Regions from separate parts of the Callithrix jacchus genome. Here region 1 is linked to region 2. The links are chromatin contacts, called in public Hi-C maps. All regions are on one chromosome and are shown on one strand. The core of a region is the stretch at or near the end of the contact, and the rest is flanking DNA. Distances in the headings are between cores, read along the strand shown. Region 1 has its middle 51 kb from the start of ALDH1L1. Region 2 overlaps UROC1 (urocanate hydratase 1).

Region 1 (2,700 bases), core at 60-2,559, 250 kb after region 2:
GCGGTTAAACCTTGAGCTGCAGACCATTAGCCCTCTGGATGGTGGGCAGGTGAGGCTAAATGCCAGGTTCATTGTGGGCAGCTGACCTGAACACTGCTTGCTTCCCTGGCCACACCCTGAAGGAAACTCTGTCATCCATCTGCTCTGTGACTTTGGATAACTTCCCTGCCCGCTCTGAATCGTAGTCTAGTCATCTGTAAAACAGGGAGTGTATTAGTTTACTGTTGCTGCAATAACAAACAGCCACAAACGTAGCAACTCCAAACAACACACATCCACTGTCTAACGGTTCTGGAGGTCGGACAGCTGCAGTGGGTCTCACAGGGCTGAAAGCAAGCTGTTGGCAGGGCTGCATTACCTCCTGGAGGCTCCATTTCCTTCCCTTTTCCACTTTGACAGGCTGCCGATACTCCTTGGCTCCTGGTCCCTTCCTTTTTCTTCAAAGCCAGTGGTTGCTGCAAGTTTCTCATATCACCTCATTTCCACTGGATTGCCTGGGGACCTTGGGTCCACCCGGGTCATGCAGAATGGTCTGCCTACCTTTAAGTCAGTTGATTGGCAGCCTTAATGCTGCCTGCAACTTTCATCTCCCTTTGCCATGTAAGGTAACATATTCCCAGGTTAGGGAGATCAAGACATGGACATTGCTGGGGAGCTTTATTCTGTCCCCCACAGGGAGGAGAAGTGAATCAACAGCAAAATGCTTCTCATACACAAGAGAGAGAGTGCAGTGTTAGTTCGGAGACGGCCAGACTCACCAGGCAATGCTGTGTGGGAAGGAAAAGCAGATTTCATCCACAATGACACCAAAGGGAATGATGATACTGTCAGCGGATGCAATGGCAAGGACACGCCTTGGCAGTAGATAAGCCAGCTGGGTCACAGGCTCAGGAAAACGGGTGAGGGTCCCTGAACTGACTGTGATTTTGGTTAAATTAAAATAGGAAGTGGAGACAGATTAATTTGAGCAACGAATTGCATTTAAAATGACATGTGCACCTTTATAGCCTAAAAGTCATCCTCACTGCATATAGGTGTTTAGTCTGTGAAAAAAATCTAAGTTTGAAATGTGAACATCTTCTGTCTTACTTTATTTTGTTTATTTTTCCTTATGTTTTACTTCTAAGGTGGTCTGAGGTGACCCTGGAACCCTGAGGAGCCCTGAGGCTGCTCTGAGCACAGGGCCTGGATTTGGGGGCATTCAGCTTGGGGGTCCAGAGGGTTCACCCTACAGGAGCTGTGGAAAGGTGGTCTTCATGGGCCTTTTCTTCCAGGGCCTTGCCTGAGAGCCCTTGGATCTGAAATGGGGTGGCCCAGGTTGGGCCTGGCGGGAGTGAAGCGAGTGCGGAGTGAGGGGAGCACGAGAGGAGGCCACGGTGGCCACATGCCAGGGGCTGAAAAGAAAGCTCTGACAGCTTGGGTCTTGCTTTTGGCAGGAGGTCTCAGACCCTCCAGCCCCACCTTGCCTGCCAGAGAATAGTTACTCAAGAGGCAGCAGAAAGCCCTGGGTATGCTGAGTCGTGTGCTGGCTGGGCCCCTGAGATGATGCAACCCCACTCTCCATTGTGCAATGAGATGAAAGGGCCTCGAGGGAGGGGGCATACACAGGGGCTTTGCATCAGCCACACATAGAACTGGGTCACAATCAGTTATACACACAGAGTCTAAGATTCCGAAGAAAATACAGAAAACTCACACCCTGAGAGCCCAGGAGAGACCAGTGAAAAGGAGGACGAGGGGAAGAAGAGGAAGGATGGAAGGAGAAGGGGAGGAGGGGAAGAAGAAAGAAGAGGAAGGAAGGGGAGAAAGAGGGGGAGTGGGAGGAGAGGAGAAGGAAGATGAAGAGAGGAAAGAAGTGTGGGGGAGAACAGAGAGGGAAGAAGGGTAGGGGAGGTGGGGGAGGAGGGGGAAACAGAGAGGGGAGAAGGAAGGGGAGAAGAACAGGGAAGAAGGGAAGAAGAAGGAAGTGGGGGGAGAGAGAAAGGAAGGAGGGAAGAAGGAGAGGAATGGGGAGGAGGAGGAGTTGTGGAGTGCTAGGAGGAGGGAGAGGGGGAGGAGAAGGGAAAGAAGGGGTGGAGAAGGGGGAAGAATACCGGAAGGAGGCGTTGGGAGGGAGGAGGGAAGGGAGGTGAAAGGGAAAGAGGAAAGAGAGGAGAGGGAAGAGAAGGAAGGGAGGAGGGAGAGGAGGACAAGGAGGGTTTGGGTTAAAGTTAGGCTTGGATTAGGGTTAGGAGGAGGGAAAGGAGGACAGGGAGGAGGGAAGGAGAAGGAAGAGGAGAGAGGGAGGAGGTGAGGAGAAGGAAGCAAGGAGGAACAGGGAGGAGGAAGAGAAAGATGTGGAGAGGGAAGAGACTAGAGAGAGGATGGGGAAGAGGAGGGAGAAGAACAGAGCTGGAGGAGGAAGATGTAGAGAGGGAAGAGGGGAGGAGGAGGAGAAGGGAGGAAGAAGAAGAATGGAGGAGGGAGTAGGGAAGGAGGAGGGGAGGAGGAACAGATGAGAGGAGGAGGAGGGAGGTGTGGAGAGGGAAGAGGTGGAGGGAAAGGAAGACCGGGAGGGAGGGGAAGATGGAGGATGGAGGAAGAGGAGAAAAGGAGGAGGGAAGAGGGAGATGTGGCACTCATGCTAAGTGCTCTGCCACAGCAGATGGAAACCTGGCACCTCCTGCCCCATAGTAGGTCTCTGTCCTGGATCTCTACTGT
Region 2 (2,700 bases), core at 90-2,589:
GTGCAGCATTGCCCACTGTTCCATGGTCATCGGGAAGCAGTGGGCTTCATCACACCATGCAGCCCTTCCTAGGAACAGTGGGCCCTGCTTAGCCTGACACTCCTCCTCTGCTGAAGTTGCCAGGGTAGGTGGAGGCACTGGGCCACCCTCCAGGCCATCCACAGGCCTGTTGCAGGGCCTTGGGCAGGTCATGGGTGAGCCCCATCGTCTTGTTTTAGTGCTGACAGCTGCCCCTAGTCAGGTGTGGAGGATTAAATCCAGGCCAGAGACAGTGAGCCTTCCTTCCCCACCTAAAGAATATGTATTGCAGGACTGTTAGGTGACTTTAGACACAGAGGATGAAGTATTAAGCCAAAATACGTGACAACTGTCATGAACTAAGTAAAACCACAAAATTGCAGATAAAAAGATATAGTTTATCCTGGAAAGAAAAAAAACCCTTGATGTAACATAATCGACATTAAGACATATCTAGGCTAAATTACTGAATTTCAGCAATAAAGAAAAATTCAATCTTCAGCAAATGGAAATTTTATACAAGAGGAAAATGTGGCAGACAGAGCTTTGGGGCTGTATTTAGGCTTTGAGAAAATTGCCAGAATGTTCTTTGTTGACGGCACAAGTTTGTGCTTCATTTCAGAACAGATCGAGCTTCTTACACATTTCACTTTTAAGAATGGCTGAGTTACTTCCGTGAACTGACACCATTTTAAATGCACTCATTTTCACAGAACCTGTGTTGTACTTTTTGAGCTGTGTAATTACCTGAACAATATTTCTAATGCAGTTGACACAACTGATTATGAGAGGTCCTCCTTGTGTAGCACATTAGTAAAACGTCCCATCAAGTCCCAGGGCTGTGGCTGGTACTGCCTTTACAACAGTGAGGACAGTGCTCTCAGACGGCAGCTACCGCCTACCAGCAGGCTGTGAAATCAGTTTAGGGGATGCAAGCAGTATAGATTTGAAAGTGAAATGAAAGGAGCTAGACAGGATGGATATATTAGAACCCACATAGGAGAGTCTTGTTCCATGGAATAGGGATGCGTATATCTGGGCAGCCATAGCAATTGCTTCCTGTGTCTCATGATCAAGAGTTCATGTGTGTGTAAATACATGTTGTTTTTGACAGCTTTTTCTTGTATGTACCTGCACAGGGTACTTAAGGCTTTGTTGGGTCTACTCTCCCCGTTGGAGCCTCTGCATCCTGCACCATAGCCACAAGCCTCAGGCAGGCCCCTCTCTGGTCCCTCCCTGGGGGGAAGCAGTGCCATCCCCAGAACAGATCGTTCACCCTAAGCAAGAAGAGAGAGGGATCAGTCTGCCTTCATGAAAGAGGCAGGAGGGGGCAATCAGGGAAGGCTTTCTGCAGGAGGTGACACTGTAGATGGGCCTGGGGTGAGAACCAGGCAGTCTCTGGGTGGGCAACAGGCTTCTGAGTGGAGCAGAGGCAAATCCATGTGGGAGGAGGATGGCCCATTATGGGGCATCAGAACGCCGAGCCTGGAACCCCAGCCGCCATCTTCTCTTCGCTCTCCTCCCACAGCTGGCACTGAGGAACGCCCTGCGCTACTTCCCCCCTGATGTCCAGAATGTGCTGGCCCCAGAGTTTGCCCAGGAGCTGCAACAGTATGGGCACATCTACATGTACCGGTTTTGCCCTGACATTGAAATGAGGTCAGCCTTGTGGGCACAGCTTCAAAGGGACCCAGAGGGGCAGGCAGCTCCTGCCAGGGACATGGGGGAGTCAGTAGTGAGGGGGAAACCCAATCTGTCCAGACTAGGAGGCAGGGGAGAGAAGATTCTGTGCCATCACCTTGGGAGCTGGAGCCAAGCGTTTGCTGCAGCCCCTGAGCCTGGCCAGAAGACAGGGGCAGCTTCTCAGGTCTCTCAGACCCGGCCCATGGGTCCTGTGCAGCCAGTCCTGTGCAATTCTGGAGCCAAATTGTATACAAAACCCCTTTCAAAAGCCAGGGCTTGTCGTTCTGCCAGAGGGCAGGGAGAGCTTTAGGGAGCTCTGGCAGTGACTTCACATACCCCACGATCTCGATGAGGCTCTCAAGCTACAGTGTGCACAGCAGCCCTGGAGGCCTTGTGGGAACATGGGCTGCCAGGCCTCACCCCAGTTTCAGACCCAGCAGTTCTGGAGTGGGGCTTTGAGCCTGCATTTCTGCACTTGATTGTTCCCGAAGGTGCCAGCAGCCCAGGCTTGCCTTGAGTCATCCCAGGGAATGCTGTTCCCTTTAAAGTAGGAGCCAAGTTCCTCACTCCAGCCAGTACCTCTGGTCCTGGCACCTGCTGGAGAATTGGTACCCAAAAGTGCTTGTTGAATGAATGAAGAAACAAGTGAATAAACTCAGCTTACCCAGAGAAAGAGGCTTCTGGAGAGCAGCTGTCAGTTCTTCTTTGCCAGCAGCTGTCTCCTGGGTAGACCATGTGAAGTCGGGAGGGAGGGCAGCTGGGGTGGGGCCGGAATGCCCCCTCCCTGGAAGTGTAAGAACTCCAGCTAACTGAGCACCACAGGGTTGGCCTTAGTGGCGCTGGAGCCCCCACTGTATGCTCCTGCAGACCCTGGGTCTGGCTGTCCCGGCCTGTTCGGCCAGGGGCTGGGTGGGGCGGGGCTGGACACTGCACTTTGGCAGGAAGGGCAGCCTGGCAGTTGGGCTTTGCCTTGCAGGGCCTACCCAGTTGAGCAGTACC

What was found. A called contact is a pair of places that touch in the nucleus more often than the background predicts.
Region 1: a contact with region 2 is called in a Hi-C map of skeletal muscle, with 7 times the contacts expected there. The contact joins two enhancer-like sites. A contact is called at or near these places in 2 of 3 Hi-C or Micro-C datasets (both in skeletal muscle).

Annotation. Positions count from the first base shown.
Region 1 is chr15:77,065,887-77,068,586 of calJac240_pri, forward strand. No RefSeq gene overlaps it. Among named protein-coding and RNA genes, the nearest start is that of ALDH1L1, 51 kb to the right of the region's middle. Within about 2 kb of position 1,310, at least 3 of the 16 cell types and tissues checked have an H3K27ac peak or open chromatin away from gene starts, as enhancers often do. A contact at or near this core is called in skeletal muscle, where this site is marked.
Region 2 is chr15:76,815,207-76,817,906 of calJac240_pri, forward strand. It overlaps UROC1 (urocanate hydratase 1), which reads left to right. Exons shown (of 22, transcript XM_078351876.1): 4 at 1,547-1,677; 5 at 2,678-2,700. The coding sequence starts at 1,646. Among named protein-coding and RNA genes, the nearest start is that of CHST13, 13 kb to the left of the region's middle. Within about 2 kb of position 1,340, at least 1 of the 16 cell types and tissues checked has an H3K27ac peak or open chromatin away from gene starts, as enhancers often do. A contact at or near this core is called in skeletal muscle, where this site is marked.